4 separate regions of the Zea mays genome follow, and regions 2, 3 and 4 are each linked to region 1. Evidence: chromatin contacts called from public Hi-C data. All regions are on one chromosome and are shown on one strand. Each heading gives the region's core, a stretch centred on a gene start, on an enhancer-like site or on the middle of the called end of the contact. The rest is flanking DNA. Distances are from core to core; before and after follow the strand shown. Region 1 holds the start of LOC100285985. Region 2 holds the start of LOC100273407 (Phytanoyl-CoA dioxygenase). Region 3 holds the start of LOC100284729 (integral membrane protein DUF6 containing protein). Region 4 holds the start of LOC100216649.

The links. Hi-C and Micro-C count contacts between places; a contact is called where the count stands out from the background.
Region 2: a contact with region 1 is called in a Hi-C map of leaf, with 6 times the contacts expected there. The contact joins the promoter of LOC100273407 here to the promoter of LOC100285985 in region 1. A contact is called at or near these places in 4 of 25 Hi-C or Micro-C datasets (bundle sheath, ear, leaf and 1 more).
Region 3: a Hi-C map of ear shows a contact between it and region 1, with 2.8 times the contacts expected there. The contact joins the promoter of LOC100284729 here to the promoter of LOC100285985 in region 1. A contact is called at or near these places in 15 of 25 Hi-C or Micro-C datasets (bundle sheath, ear, leaf and 4 more).
Region 4: a contact with region 1 is called in a Hi-C map of ear, with 2.1 times the contacts expected there. The contact joins the promoter of LOC100216649 here to the promoter of LOC100285985 in region 1. A contact is called at or near these places in 2 of 25 Hi-C or Micro-C datasets (ear and tassel).

Annotation. Positions count from the first base shown.
Region 1 is chr1:272,772,225-272,776,332 of Zm-B73-REFERENCE-NAM-5.0, forward strand. It overlaps LOC100285985, which reads right to left and starts at 2,135. Exons shown (of 13, transcript NM_001158873.1): 1 at 1,717-2,135. The coding sequence starts at 1,925.
Region 2 is chr1:272,948,769-272,952,876 of Zm-B73-REFERENCE-NAM-5.0, forward strand. It overlaps LOC100273407 (Phytanoyl-CoA dioxygenase), which reads right to left and starts at 2,332. Exons shown (of 9, transcript NM_001147844.1): 1 at 2,221-2,332; 2 at 1,961-2,082; 3 at 1,551-1,611; 4 at 1,238-1,306; 5 at 522-640; 6 at 294-441; 7 at 62-206. The coding sequence starts at 2,275. It overlaps LOC103643877 (a long non-coding RNA gene), which reads left to right and starts at 3,658. Exons shown (of 3, transcript XR_561352.2): 1 at 3,658-3,685.
Region 3 is chr1:272,631,456-272,635,563 of Zm-B73-REFERENCE-NAM-5.0, forward strand. LOC100284729 (integral membrane protein DUF6 containing protein) reads left to right here and starts at 2,444. Exons shown (of 8, transcript NR_182097.1): 1 at 2,444-3,017; 2 at 3,345-3,562; 3 at 3,702-3,774.
Region 4 is chr1:272,906,110-272,910,217 of Zm-B73-REFERENCE-NAM-5.0, forward strand. It overlaps LOC100216649, which reads left to right and starts at 1,726. Exons shown (of 4, transcript NM_001352345.1): 1 at 1,726-2,255; 2 at 2,419-2,467; 3 at 2,579-2,701; 4 at 2,838-3,302. The coding sequence starts at 2,133. The coding sequence ends at 3,010.

The DNA.
Region 1 (4,108 bases), core at 885-3,384:
TCCCATAGAAAATCCAATGCCGGAGGTTCCCACATGAGTAGGGTCTGGGAAGAGAAAAACCAAGGCAAGCCTTCCCCCGCAGATGATGGGAGGCTACAAATCTCATCAACAGACAAAACTCATCCATCGGCGTTGGTAGCGCCCAGATGCCACATCTGGGTCTGGCACTGGACGCAGCATCCACCATCCATTTGTCCTATCCTTTGATCCACAGTTCATTTAATTTAGTCCACAAGGAATAACATATCTACTTCTAATTAATCCAAGTGAAATGGGACTATCTTCGTGCATTCCTTTACCTCCACATCTGCCTACCTCTTGCACCATCGCTATTTCTCTCGTGCGGAATTCCAAGGCTGGGTTAAAAAAAACACGGAACACCCCTCACCCCTGTCGGCCTGTTCTTCCACTGACGCAGCTGCAGAGATATAAGTAACCTGCAGCCACATCCTGGTTGCTCCTGGACAGATAACCTATGCGGATGGGGCCTTCAGGGTGTTTTCGTGGTCCTGCAGCGAGAAAATTTCTTCTTCTTTAATACCCAGGGTGGTCTATCCCCCAAGGACTGAGTCTGACAACCAGGAAAACCCTTGCAACAAATAATTTAAGATATTGAAACATTTTGAGAAAAGCGACGAAGCATTGCCACAGCAAGTGCTCCATGGAGTAGAGGTCCTGTTGGCCAGGCTGCTGTTGCTGCACATGGCACCTAAGCTTGTGTCAACTTGATGATGACACAATCACCTCCAGGGATGCTCTTCCTCTTCCCCTTGACCTACTCCTTGACCCATGAGGAAGCAGGAGCAGCCGAACAGGACGGGGTCAGCAGCCCAGCAACCATGACGGACAACTTCTTCATGTTAAGAGTGGTGATGGCATTGATAGAGGGCGTGTATGCTGCCATTTGGTTCCTGCCAGGTCAGATATCTGGCATCTCGAATTTGGCATAAACAGCACTAGATTGGTGCTTGAAGAGATGAGGTGTGAGGAGAGAGGAGAGCACGGGAGGAGATAGAAGCAAATGGGGAATCGGAGAGGGATGAGGTGTGTCGAGCAGGGGTATAATAAAAAGCTAGTGGTGGAGGTTTGATGGTGGAAATTGTGTGTTTTAATTGATTGGAGAACTGGTCCTATGTGGAAGGAGTGGCCAATGTGTTGTACACACGACGAGGAGCATTTCCACGGGTCCATTCATGTTCCTTTGCAGCCAACATTTTGGTATAAAGAAAGCCATGCATAAAGCTGTCTGATGTGAGGCAATTTACTCAGTTCCAAGAGTATATACCGGTTTGCAAGGCAAAACAAGCTCTGTGCAATTCATTGTCCTTTTTGGCTCAGGCAAGCCATGCACGAATTTGTCTAGTGTGAGGAAGTTTAGTATCAACTGACAGAACGTATCCGCTTTGCCACATAGAGCAAGCTAAAGAAAACACACAATCATGTTGTGCTGAAATAGATAAGAGCAAAAGCATGCTATACTTTGGCATGATGAGCATCCAATGCACCATGTCAAATGAATTTGTATCGCCCTAGCTCAGTGATACCAGACAAAAATTCCACCACTCACGACATCGACCTGATATCGATAACAACCTAGCATTATCCAATCTATCGAATTACTATTCATGCAGCTCTAAAAAGTCTTCCACCGATCCAAATCCGACGCTAAATCATATAATCAACCAAACACAAGGATATGTGGTCGCTAGAGCTTACGCGTCAGCGATGGCGAAGCAGAGTCCGGTGAGCGGGTGGGGCGCCTGCGGCGGCGGAGGCTGGGGCGGCGGGAGGAGCTCGAGGCGGGCGACGAAGGCGCCGTGATCGGGGCGCGCAGGGCGCCTCAGTCGCCGCGCCGCCAGGAGAACGCCCGCGATGCCGAGACCAAGCAGTACCCAGAGGTTAGCGGCGGCCCCTGAGGACGCCATGGACGAGGAGGACGGGCTCAGGCTCGTCTGCTCCGCGCGGGCAGGGGAAGGAATTCGAGGGCTAGGGTTTTAGCACGGCGCCAGGGGTTTTGAGGCAAGCGTACAAGCGCTGAGGACGACGGACGGCGAGGGGTGGAAGAGGAAGGCGAGGCGGCGTGAGAAGCAGATGCAGCGTGGTGGATGGATAATACCGCGGGCGATTGCTTTCTAGCAGACCTAGGAGATACTGCGCCGAAGAAAGAATTTAAGGGGAGCTTCTTATGACCACGAATAAGTACACTAGGAGGCAAAGGCGATCAGCTCTCAGGAGGCTGAACCGAGACAATTAGGTAAGTTTGTTAGAAAGAGGAAGATAAAATAGTAGATAAGTTAGAATGATTAGTTCCAGAGAGATAAAATAGGAGATAAGTTAGAAAGATTAGTTTCAGAGAGATAAAATAGGAGATAAGTTAGATGGATTAGTTCCAAACATGATAAGCTGTTATCAGTTGAGATAAATTAGGAGATGTATTATGATGCCGGGCTATATTATGCACCGGTAATGATTCAATGAAAAACAGAGAAGAATTAATCTAAGAAAAGAGATTATCTTCTCACTTCTCTCCGGCAACCCTCGACGGCGCTCCAGCCACTTCGCCGTCGTAGAGCCTACCGATCTCGGCCAGCAACCTCTCATCCGTACCAGCTCAAGCTTAGGCTTGGTTCTTCCAATTTGGTATCGAAAATGCCAGGTTCTACGGAAGGAGACGCATCAGCACCCGTCGTCGTCACCACCAATTCGGGTTTCGATCACAAACTCGATCACGTCCTCAAGATCGTCACCGACCTAGTTACCAAATTCTCCGACCTTTCCACCCGTGTCATCAACATTGAAGCCTGCCCAGCTGTATCCACACCCTTTCCCACGTTGCTAGTGTCAACCAAAATTTTGGTGCCCAGTTTAAATCTTGTGTGCATATCTTACATTACCATTGTCTCTAATGCTAAAAAAAGACAAGCATTTAATATTATGATGATGTATTCTTAGCACATTTAAGTGTTATCCTAAGCATCTCTTTCTCTAGCGACTCCCCTGCTAGAGGCATCGAAAATTCTGGTGGTGCCTAAAAAGCAGCACTAAGTCAAACTCGCAATCAGCTTAAATTCACTAATTCTAATATACTCAAACATGAATGTACCTTAGGAATGGAGTTAGCTTTTCAAAACAACATGTTCACTTGCATCTCACTATTTAATTAGGTATAATGCAAATATAAGTTAGTTCACACCTAGTTCCACTATGATAACCATTTAGCGTTAGAGTTCGCCTCTTCAAAGTACGACTATCTAACATAAACACCCTCTATTGTTTCTTAGTCAACAAAAGAAAATTTTAACATATATCTTTGACTTTGATTTTGCTCCTAACTTTTTTCTCTAATGTTGAAACTTTATCAGCTTGAGGCCTTGTCACGACCCGGTTGTGCCAACCTTCTGTTCACAAGAACCATGGGCATAATCTACACTTCAAAATTCATATTTTAAAAACTTGCATACTAACTCTACACTTTTGGGTTCTGCGATAATCAGACAATTCGGTTGTCCTACAAAACAGTCTGACAATGGATGATTTCTTGTAGTGTCTGCACTTACATTCACTTTAAACCATGTTATACTTTGTCAATGCTTAGTATAAGGTCCACATTTACATTCTTGTATAAAACTGCTTTTATGCAAAACCAAATGTGTCCCTTTCTACTAACCAAATGCATTATCCTTGTATTATATTAGGTAAGCCTTGTAGAGTATATTTGAGTATTGATCTTGTGATTGCTTAAGTTTTGTAGGTAGTGTTGTGTCTGCCTATTAGTTTTTCTATGCACCTGATTCTGTTGAGGACCTAGAGTGGTAGAGAAATCCATGTTGCATAGATATGTGGAACATGACACCGTCCACATGTGTTAATTTTCAAACACTATGTCATTAATATTTCTGCTATACTCTTTAATGTTGGTATTTTTAATTAGATGGTTGTATTTCATGTGTGATGTGTGATAAATTAAGTTTGGAACAATAGTTTGTGAAACCAGTGTACATATTGTGATGTGATATGATCTACCCATGTGTTTTGATATTTTCTTTCCCTTGTGTGATCCTGGATGAAGGTCGAACATAGTACATCATATTGGTGGTGTACTGGGATG
Region 2 (4,108 bases), core at 1,082-3,581, 180 kb after region 1:
ACTATTAATTTGAAACAATACATCTCAAGTAGGAAGAATTAGCAATATAAAGGAGAATCACCTCTGATGTATAAGATCTCCATGTATAACCACCAAAGCACCAGATTTTACTTCCAGCGGTACAAATTCTTTCTGATCATAGACTGGGGAGGGCCGATCAAAATGTGTACCATTTTCATCTCTGACCATACGTCTCACCAAACCCTCTAATACAAAACACAAAAGTTAAAAATTAAACTTAGTCCTGCCTTCCAAGACGTTCTTAGGCATAAAGTAATTGTGTTAAAAAATACTTTTATGTGATCCTGGAATTGCCCACAGGCAACCATTGTTGATTGTTGCATCTTCAAGTGCAAGCCACAGCCCTGTGCATGTACGAGGTTCCGTGTAAAGGAATGTATTATCCTGGTGCGGCACGACCTCACCACCAATACCTGGTTGCTATCAAAAAGAAGAAGAAAAAACTAAGAATTTAAGAAATAACATATAATGTTAGCAAAAATAGAGTCCAAACAATCTACCTTAAATATGTACATAGATTGAATGACTGCAGGCCTCTTGTAGCCTAAAGAAGAGAACAAGCTTGCAACACTCTCTGAGAAAGAAAACTTTTTGAACACCGGATCAAGTTCATGTAATGCTGCATATCAGGAAAGATGGCGAAGGTAAGATACATCAAGCCCTGTTGTTCAGGACTTCAGGATATGCTGGACAGTGGACACCATTGTTTCTTAAACAGCTTACATAATACATTCACAACATGGAAGATAATATACACTGTAAAGCAGAAGCAAGCAAACAGGAGCGGTCTATCTAAAAAATGATGGGGGTTATAACATAACACCACTATAGAAAACAAATTGAATCATAAATATTTAAGATAGCTAGATTACACAAACTACAAATATTGATAACAAATAACTCTATAGCGGTGCATTTAGAATAAACATAACATAACTAGATTAAATGCAACAAATTTGTTATTTTTAAGAATATTACCACCAGAAACTCTAAAATTCGTTTAAAAGTGGAAATGTGGAATCTCTTTAGAAGTTATATTTTATCCTCTTTGTGTAGAGACAGAGGTATAATAACATACTGTTATTACAATACTTCAATAACAGAAGGTGATGATAATTTTCTTACGATATTAACAAAAGATTGAGCCCCACATATGAAACAAAAGTAGGTATAAATGCTTTCTAGCTGAATATGACAACACAATGCCCATACTTACCATGCCCAACTTTATTAATTGAAAGTTCTTTCGGCTGTTTCAAGCATCCATCATCTCCATATGCCTTTTCTGTGAGTGAAAGTGTCAAAGGAAAAAAAATGAGGCTTTCAAGCAGGAATAGAAAAATCTCAGTATCAAGTAAAAAGTTTTCACAGACGTACATCTACAAAAACACTAAAATAAGTCGGTGAATGAAGTACAGCTATTTGCACATAGTCCAAGGCAGTATCAAATCCTAATTCGAAAAATGGATTTAATAGAATTGTGACATATTCATATTAGTCATTTAGTCTGAGGGGAACAAATCACGTACCCTCAAAGAAGAATGAGATATTCTCAGCACTCTTAAAGAAGTAGTCGTCCTTTAACTGCCGCTGCAATGGAAAACAACTTACCATTGCTAAATCTGAGCATGCACAACTGATATTTGCCATCACCCCGAAACAAGTTTGTAAAACTGCCATCAGACCCCACATTTCATATACACAGATGGACTCATGGACTCATGGACCCACAATTCATAGACACAGGCGTAATTATAACAAGCATAATTATAACAGGCAACGTTTCAAGTGGCAAAATTCCTATTATTTCCACCAAGCAATGGAATTTTCAAAAAGATAAAGATGTAGGTGTTTCGGCAACAGGGTTTGTATGAGAAGAAGGAAAGGAGCGTAACAAACGCATGGATCGAGACTAGCCCAATCGAAGTGGATGGCATACATGATCCTTGGTGGAGAACACCGCGGAGTTGGCGCCATCGAACCCAGCGACAAGGTCGGCCATGCGGTCCCGCATCTCCCGCACCTCCTCCGCGCTCGAGAACGAGTCCATCACGAGGTACCCTGGAACCAACCAACGAGATTAAGAGTTAGGGTTTCCGCTCAATCCGAGCAGCGACATTCGCCTCCGGTTGCCGGGATACCAGGAGCGCGAGGACGAGAGAATAGGCCTGAGTGCGGACAAGCGGTCGACGCGCTCACCATTGGCCTCGAAGAAGCTGAGCTGGTCGGCGGTGAGGCTACTGGCTGGCGGCATAGCGGCGGGCGGACGCGGAAGCGGAGGCGGAGGAAAGGGATGGGTTGACCGGAATAGTGGAGTGAAGGGTACGGAACTTCTTCTCGAGACGCTGCTTGGGGTTGGACCGTTGGTACATATGACAATATGGACCCGATGTTGTTCGGTTGCAAGCAAATTGGAGGAAACTAAGGGCGCGTTCGTTTTGGCCGGTTTGGCTCTTTACGGGCCTGGTTCCGGGGAAAGAAATGATCAGTTTTGAATTGAGCTGTCTATCCAAAAGGTGTTCGTTTAGGTCTGGAAAGAAATGAACTAGTTTCGAATTGGCTCGGTTTGGACTTTTTTCTTCCACCACTGTCCGGCATTAATCCTGGTCTGGTGCCCTCCGGATCCAATCTGTAACACTGGCGGCGGAGGAGGCGAAGAGACGACTGCGCCAGGTGGCAGTGTGGCGGCGCAAAGTGATGGCGTGGCGGCGCGAAGCAGCGACGACGGCCACCCTCCCCGCTGCCTTCTCACCAGTAAGCTCTCGTCGATGCTTTCAAACTTCACGGTGGTCCATCCGGTGGCGCTGCTTGGAGGCGAGGACATTGAGGCGCGCGAGCAACGCCTTCCGGGAGGCGTCGGCCTTGGCCTCGAACTTGGGGAGCGTGTAGCGGTGGGGAGAGAGCCACACGAGCTTGAGTGCGGGGCGGGGGCGGCGCGTGCAGATGCCCAGCTACTGGTGCCGGGTGGGGAATGTTGGGGTGGGATCGTCCGGGTGGAGCGCGACGAAGGAGCGGGAGAGGTTACCGAGCGTGGTTCGCTTGGACGACGGCGGGAGCGATGGCACGATCTTGCAGATGCCGAATGGCGCCGCGACAGGCTCGATCTTGAGGAGGTAGGCGATGGGGTCGGCGAACTCAGCCACGGTGGGGCGGAACTCGGGCGCCAGAGGGAGAGACTTGAGCCACGGGGGTACCAGCTCCCCTTGCGAGGACGCCATGACGGCCGATGATCCTTGGCCACGCGGGGATCAATCTTGCGGGCGGCTCTAATCGCGCATTTGGTTGGAGCAGAGTGGAACAGAGCGGAGCAGAGGAGGGCTTTGGCCTTTGGGAATTGGGAGGGGAACGTGAGTGGAGTGGAGACTGGAGAACGGGAGGGCGAAGGGGAGCGTGCCTGCTTTACAGAAACTGCTGCTTCAGTTGCATCCATAATCATTCGCTTTTTGTATAAATATTTTTTCATTTGTCCTGATTCATTTGTGTGCCTATATTCATGTGTTTGAGTCCCTCAGAGAATTATTACTTCATGAATTAATTGTACACTTTAGGATCATGTATGTCAGCTCCTTATTTCAGTTTTGTTACATGTAGATCCCTACAATGCCGATTAGAGTTGGGGAAGGCGAACCTCTTCCTTCTTGGGATCCGGTACCAACTCCAAAAGGTACTGAATTTTGTCTATGTATACATAGTTTGCTTTAGTTTGTAGTAGTTTGCTTTAGTCCTTATTACTTGTACTTTTCAATCTATACATGGTTTGCTTTAATTCTGTTTTTATATTCAGCTTATATATGACGATAAGTCTATATTATTTAGTTCTACAATGAGTATCTCATTGCGGGATCGTATTAGAAAGAGGAGGGAAGAAGAAGATGATGACATGATGATATTTATTTTCCCCGCCTTATATCTGATGGGTTCTACTAGAGGTGGGGGACAAAAGAAGAAATGTCATACCTCAGATGAGACAAGCGAGGTTAAGGTTCGTCGACTCCTTGAGGGACATGTCAAGAACTGTCAAGTTACATTTCGGATGGAACCACACATCTTCAGAGAGCTTGCAACTTATCTTAGAAGGAGAAGGATC
Region 3 (4,108 bases), core at 1,194-3,693, 140 kb before region 1:
TTGTGTTGCGAGCTCTTGTTGCGACTTGTGTGCGTGCTGTTGCTCTGATTTTGAGTCTTGTGTGCGTTGCTAGTTTCTCCCTTACTTCGTATTTCTTTGTGAATCTTAAGTGTAAGGGCGAGAGGCTCCAAGTTGTGGAGATTCCTCGCAAACGGGATATTGAAAGGCAAAGCAAAACACCGTGGTATTCAAGTTGGTCTTTGGACCGCTTGAGAGGGGTTGATTGCAACCCTCGTCCGTTGGGACGCCACAACGTGGAGTAGGCAAGCGTTGGTCTTGGCCGAACCACGGGATAAACCACTATGTCATCTCTGTGTTTGATCTCTTGTGGTATTGTGTTTTACTGAGACTCCTTTCTAGCCACTTGGCAATCATTGTGCTAACACTTAACAAGTTTTTGTGGCTATAAGTTTAAGTTTTTACAGGATCACCTATTCACCCCCCTCTAGGTGCTCTCAACGGGGACCTTCCCCCGAGGCCGAGGCCTGGGGTCGGGCGAGGCGGAGACCTTCCCCGAGGCCGGGGCTGAGGCCGAGGCCTGGGGTCGAGCGAGGCGGAGCTCCCTGTCGCGCCCGAGGCTAAACTCGGGGGAGGTCGAGACCTGCTGTCGTTAGTCTGGCCCTGGTGGTTGGCACAGTAGCCGGAGCGGGGTGAACAGTGTTGTTTTCCTGTTAGAACGGTCAGTAAAGGGGCGAAGTGACTGCGGTCACTTCGACCTTGTCGACTGAGGCGAGCGTGTCAGGATAAAGTGTCAGACGATCCCCACATTGAATGAGCATGCGATACGGTCGGTTGGTAGGGCGATCCGGCCGAGGTTGCTGCACGACAAAGTCTGCCCGAGCTGGGCTTCGGGCGAGCTGAGGGTGCGTCTGCTGACTGAGGGGACCCTCGGGCGAGGCGTGAATCCGTCCGGGACTACTGTCCTTGCCCGAGGCTGGGCTCGGATGAGGTCGCGTCCCCTAGTAGACGAGGCCTGCGCTTTATCAGTCGTTTATGGTTTGTTCTGAAGATGTTTTCCAACTGGATTAAGTAGCATTAGGGGTACCCCTAATTACGGTCCCCGACAATATGTTATACCTCCGTAAAATTTCATGATTTTTTGAGACTATTTATATATCTATTAATTTCTTGTCATAGAAAATCAATAAAATACAATTAAATCCATAAAATAATGTAGCGTCGATCGAAAATTGCAAATAAGTTATGAATACTAATAAATAGTCTCTACAAAGATAACCTTAAGTTCCCACGTAGAGATAACATTAATCCCCCACATAAAAATGATAAAGTATATTAGTTTAATATAAATTTGAACATTATTTTAATAATTTTGGCCTAAAGATATGTTTAAACAAAAAATTGATGTACTATAACGTTATAGATCTCTTCGAGCTCTACAATTTTCATATAAACTTTATCTTCATCCGATTTCATACGTAAAAGTTATGATGTTATAACTATACTATTATGCAGGAAATGAAAAAACGGGTACCCGAATTCCGGGTACCTGTATCCGACCTGACTATCTGAGTATTTACCGGGTAGTCCTCGCTCCGCATCCGACCTGAATCCGAAGCTTCAGTATCCGGGTATTTACCCGTATCCGTCCCGAATATAAAAATATTCGAATCCGTATCGAAAAATGAGTATTTGCAATATCCGTATCCGGTACCCGATGGGTATACCCGACCCGTTTTCACCCTAGCTCCGGCCAGATGCCCTCGCCGGAGGTATTATGGGCATGTTTGGTTCAACTTTTTTCTGACCAGCTTTTTTAAAAATCTGGCTGTGGGGAGAATCTGAGTATCATTACGATTAAGTGTGGAGAAAGATAAAGTTGTTCATAGGGCTCAGGATCTAGAAAGTGACGGATTTCTACTATTACAATGACTCAACCGATTATGTGTTTATGTTGATTTTGGATGGTTTTGCTCCAACAAATTTTATAGAAGCTGACTGAAAAGCTGAGTGTTTAGCAGTCCGCAACAGATTTTGGTGGTCAGAAGCTGTGTCTGTAATTTTTGGTTTGAAGATATACATGCACGCGCTAGATGTTAAAGAGTACTCTTCTACAAGATATTGCCTCGTAGCACGAGGATATCATGGCTGCCAGAGAAACTGTCATAACACAGCATGTGATGAAAACCACAGCGTGCAAAGCAAAGCAAAGCAAATCAAGCCATCTCGTCGACGCCCGAGCAATGACAGCTCGACAGGTGGGGGGGCTCCGCGAGGATCACATGCGCTGTACTCGGTAGCTCTCCGACGAGAGACGATTGCTCTGTTTCGCGGCCACGGCGACTCGCCGGCTCGGCCTCATCTGAACCCAGCAGACATATCGACGCGGGCGTTTTCGCTAGGAAACAAACCCGAGAGGTCTCTCCCAGCACCGGACGTGGCCAACCACCACAGCGCGCCCCCGCTCCACGCCTCCACAGAAAATAAAATCCCCAGCCGTCGTCGCCAAAGACAAGCTCTTCACCACAAACTGACAAACACGACCCAGGCCTTCTTCCTGCGAGTTTCATTTCATTTCATCCTACCTTACCTTTTTACTCCTCCAGTCCAGTCAGAGAACACCATAAGTGGCCGCTACACCTGCTCACTCCATTGCACCACTAGCAAGTAGCAACAGGAGCGCAGGCAGAACTAGAGCGGTCTTGGTATGGCTTCTTCCCTCGCGCCCGCGTCGTGGGCACTGCCGCTGCAGATGGTCGGGGCTGGGGCGGCAGCGGCGGGGCCTTCCTGCCGCGCGACGCTAGCCGTCGTCACGGAGCCCCGCTGGGCCGCGTCGCTGCGCCGGGCAAGGGTTCTCGTGGCGCTGGCGCCCCGGTGCGTGGCGCTCGACGGGCCCGGCGCCAGCGGCGAGGAGGAGGCGCCCAAGATCGAGGACGAGAGGAAGAAGAGCGGTGAGACGAAGAAGCCGGCGCGCGGCCGGCCGGTGTGGAGCCGGATCCTCTTCGCCTCCAAGAAGACACGAAGTATCATCATCCTCAACGCCCTCACGGTCATCTATGGTGTGCGAATACTTCCTTTGTTCTTAATCTCTCTCTCTCTCACACACACAGCCGCTCCAGTTCGTACTATATATGCTCAACTGCTCGGTCTCAAACTCTACTCTGCACGATTCTGGCATTGCTAATTAGGGTATTGAAAAAAATAGCAGTGCATCGCCTCTGTAATCTGTAGTGCTACTCCAAATACTCTTCATGCTAAAGTTCTTTCTCCGACCACTGTGATTGGTTGTGCTGTGGTTGGTATTAACAGTAAAATTGAGCCTTTTGTAGTTCACTTTTGATCCTTTTTTTTTATCCTGCCAGCAAGTGATATTCCGGTTTTGAAAGAGGTCGAAGCCCTGACAGAGCCTGCGGTCTTCAACATGGTGCGGTTCGTTGTTGCAGCCATCCCCTTCGTACCATTCGCGCTCCGTTCCTTCGGTGACCGCAGTGTACGCTACGCGGGACTGGAGCTGGGAGTCTGGGTTAGCTTAGCTTACCTTTCTCAAGCAATTGGATTGCTCTCATCTGATGCTGGCCGAGCATCCTTCATCACGGCCTTCACGGTAGATCCTGCTCCACGCCGTGTTCATTCTGAATTTTGGTGGTTTTGCTGAAATGGCCTGAACTGGCAAATGCTTCTGTTACTGTACAGGTCGTAGTTGTGCCTCTAATTGATGGTCTTCTTGGTGCTTCGATCCCCAGACTCACATGGTTCGGAGCCATCATGTCTCTGTTCGGAATTGGCCTGCTGGAATGTGGTGGATCTCCTCCCAGTGTAAGTAACAACTTTGTTTTTACTAAGTAGTTTATTGGCTGTAGTGAATAATAGCTTTCAGGATCTTACAGAATGGTTAAAGATCTCTGGCACAGTTTCTTGCTTTCCTGACTTCTGTCCAAAAGGTTCTTTATGCATGCAACAATAGTCACACTCCCATTGAGTCTTCAATCTTGCATTGACGATGATCAACCGAATTTCAAACATATAAAACTTCTGTTAAATCCTCAAAATCGATAGATTTCATTATTCCAAGTCTTTGGATATATTTATGAACTGCTTGCTTTGTGCCTTAAAAAGTAAATACGATACTGATTCCTTGAACTGCTTTCAT
Region 4 (4,108 bases), core at 476-2,975, 130 kb after region 1:
ACTTTAGTCTCGTAACTAGACTTTAGTTTATAGACTAAAGTAACAAACAGACCCTTAAATTAGGTTGGTTAGGTCATTGTCAGTAGCAGTTTCATCACAACATTTCTAATGTTTTCACATCAATAAAAATAAAATAAAATGAAGAATGAAAAATGACATCTCAACGAAGAGTTTTATGACACAATTTTATAGGCTAACATGTGATATAAATGTTGCATCTAAATAACTAGTATATAACTAATATGAATAGACAAAATAGATGGAGGTGAAATAAAATGATCTTAATGGTGATTTCATGCGCTTTCCAATACCTTGGGAACGAGTTGACATAGGGAGTATTTGATTTTTAGGGGTTAATTTTTAGTTTCTCCATTTTATTTCATTTTAGTCTCTAAATTGCTAAATAAGTTTAGTTTCCGTATTTGAGAATTTATAGAATAAAATGAAATAAAATGAAGGGGCTAAAAGGTAGCCCCTAATAACAGGACACCCCCATAGTTTCTGTAAACCCTAAATCTATAAATTAAAAGTAACCCCGTTTAATTTATTAATTTCGAGTAGAAAGAAAAATATTTATGTTTTTGAATAATGAAATGTTGATATAAATAAATTGAAAATTTTCTTAAATAGACAAATTTTGTCAAGTATTTGGTGCATTTGTAGGGAAGCATATATTTTGTTGATTTGATTTCCAAATTCAATTTTTTTGATTTATTTCTTGGTATAAATTCTTTTTAGAAATATATGAGTCGCTGAATAATCATCATCTAAATCTGTATATTTTATTTGTAACATTTTTTGATTTATTATAATTTTCGGATTATATATATATATTTATTATATATTCTGTTATAAAATAAGAATAGAAAAAAATATTATTTTCGAATTTATAATTTTTTTGAAATATATATTTAAAAAAAGAAAAACACACAAAAAGGAAAACGCACACACGCACACCTCTATTTAGAAAAACAAATAAAAAATCGAACGTTTAGTAGCCAGTCATTAGTTCTTCTACCTCCTCTCTCATATTCACTGACATGTGGCCCCCACATTGTCAGCACCTCTTCATCTTCAATCTTGGACGTTTCAGCAGCCGGTCTCTGTTCCTACGAAGCACTACGCCAACGTTGGTCTGTGCCATCGCTCAGCGGTCCTCGCCATGTCCGCCTCAGCCCACGACGATGCCTCGCCTTCGCGTGGACCGCACCACTGCCATAGCCAACCTCTGCCAGTTCCTCTTCCGTCCCCACTTCCGCCTTGGGCGTTTCTCCTCTCATTCACACTGCCATTAATGGCGTCCATGTTCGACTGCTCCATTCCCCTTCCCAGACGCTTGCTCTTTTCTCCTATCCGTTCAACGCTTCCCTCCTACCCGTTCAACGCTTCCCGCCACCCAGCCGCTAAACAAAACGCCGCGCGCTGCACGTCCATTTCTCTTTCTCCATTAATCCGACAGTTTGATTTATCGATCGAGAAAACCGGTTTCTCAGTGATTTCTCATCCCGGACGGCTGCGGGAAGCATTTCATGGTGCGGTTTTCTATATGTTCCGATTTTAAATTTGAAATATAAAGATCATTTTTTAGTCAAAACGAGATTTCGAAACAGTAAAAACGGAAATGTAAACACTGCTTGTAGGTGATTCGGGCTCATCGCGCACTATGACAAACCAAAACCCTAATAAAACAAGCCCGGAGCCCGTGAACACAACAAAACGTTTATTCTCCGCCGAAAGGAACCATCCCCAAAGACAAAGAGGGCATCGGTCCGGCCCATAGCTCTGGTTCTGTGCATGGTGCGCTGGCGCACCTTGTGGTGCATGCACAGCAGAGAGCGCGGCGTCTCTTCTCCCTGCCGCCCGTGAGCATCCACTCACGGGACGAATACGACCAAAACGCGCACGCCCCCCTCCCACCACCCTGGCCTGTAAATCAGCGCCGCCAGGCAGTCACAGCGGCAAGTCCGCACCGCAACTGCAGTTGGAAAACCAGCTCGCCGCCACTAGATAATCTCGTCTCGCCAGGGACGGGAACGGCAGGCCGTGCCGTCACGAGACTCCTAGCGACCGAGAGAGAGAGAGAGCGCGCACGCGCGTGGTGGAAGAGACTTCGTTCTAGAGCTCCCGCGAGGATGGAGCGCGGCAGTTCCTGGCGACTCCCGGCGGTGGTCGTCGGCATCCTTGTCTGCGCGGCCCTCTTCTCGCCGCCCGCCGCCGCGCTCAACATCGGCATCCAGTCCGCCGGCGACGGGGTGGTACGTACTAGTACGCAGGATAAATCATGGTTGGAGTAATAGCTTTCATCATGCTCATACACCCACACCCACACACCCGCAGCACGCCGTACGTTGCCCCACTAATCTAGCTCCTCTGATCCACTCCCCTGTACGCTAATTGCGCTCTTTGATTCGCGCGCAGAGCAAGCAGCAGGCGTGCAGCCGCACGTGCGAGTCGGACCACTGCACGAGTACGTACATACAACAATTAACCCGTCTCTTATTACACGACTCTCACTTTAAGCGCCCGACATGCATGATCTTCTGCCGCTCACCGGCGTTAATAACTCGTCTTACGACAGCGCCGCCGTTCCTGCGGTACGGCAAGTACTGCGGCATCCTGTACAGCGGCTGCCCCGGCGAGCCGCCGTGCGACGCGCTGGACGCCTGCTGCATGCACCACGACAACTGCGTCCAGGCAAAGAGTACGTTACGGCGTTATCTTTATACACACAAGCTTAGTGAGTCTTCAGTTCGGCGACACGCACGCATGGACGTGGGCTGATGACGGCTGCGCGCGTACGTACGTATTGGTGTAATGGTGTTGGTATACATGTGCAGTGGACTACCTGAGCACGGCTTGCAACGAGGCCCTGCTGGACTGCCTGGCCAGGCTGCGGGAGGGCACGTCCACGTTCAACGGGAACAAGTGCATGATCGACGAGGTCATCGACGTGATCTCGCTCGTCATAGAGGCCGCCGTCGTCGCCGGCAGGGTACTGCACAAGCCGTAGCCGCGCCGCGCGCAGGGACATGTGAACAGCAGCCTGCGGTTGGTGGGCGATACATCTTTTTCGTGCTTGGTTTAGGGCGTCCTTTCCGGCTGGCCGGGGCCCGGGCTCTGCGTCGGCTCACATGGCGGCATGTGTGCTACTAGCTGGCGAGCTCCCAGGCTCCCAACCCGGCCAAAACTGACGACAAGGTATATGGAGATTATTAAAGATATAGCTTGTTTGGTTTTGAGCATCTCGTGTTCCTATCACTGTATTACCGTACAAAATAAGTATAAGAAAGTTTCCTCATGCTGCTTTTCGCTTCTTGGACAATGTAATCTACACTCGTGTAGCTTACGTTGTTGCAAATGACGAATAATACAGACTACACTCGTGTATCTTGTACGCGCTGCCGCCGGAACGATTTCGTGATCGCGCGATTTGTTTGTTCCTGGGACTGAATCTATGCTGTTCGATAGAGATCGGAGATTGAGTGGCATTAAATTTCTTTTTATTTAATTTTATTTATTTAATTTTGACTAACAGGTCTAGTTTGAAAACTTAAATCTTCTTTGAGATTGGAGGGGTTGAGAGAATATTAGTTTATTTCTTTATTGAGCTTCCAAACTAGTCTACAAGAGGATGTTTGGTTTACTGACTAACTTGCCACACTTTGACTAACTTTTCTGACTAAGTTTAGTTCTTCAATTGAAACGGTTAACCTTAGTCAAAGTGTGACATAGTTAGCAACAAGCCAAACGGGCCATTAATTCTGCTCCAGGGCTGATTTGGTGACCGGAGAAATAGAGGAGATCCATGAGAAAGAATATATATACTATTCAAAATTAAATAGCAAGGGGATTCCTCCTCGTGGATCCTCTTTATTTCCTTTATCACCAAATTAACCCTTAGTTCTCTTTAGCCCATGTTCGGTTGCATAGTGTAGGAGGGGGTTGAGAGTGATTTACTCCCCTTCTACTCAATTTCAACTAGCAAGGGATTTAATCCCCTCTAACCCCTAGCAGAGTGAGACATTAATCCATTTCTAATCAAATAAGTCCTAAAACATCTTTCAACGACCTTTGAGTGATATGTGTTGAATATATGTCTATCATCTAC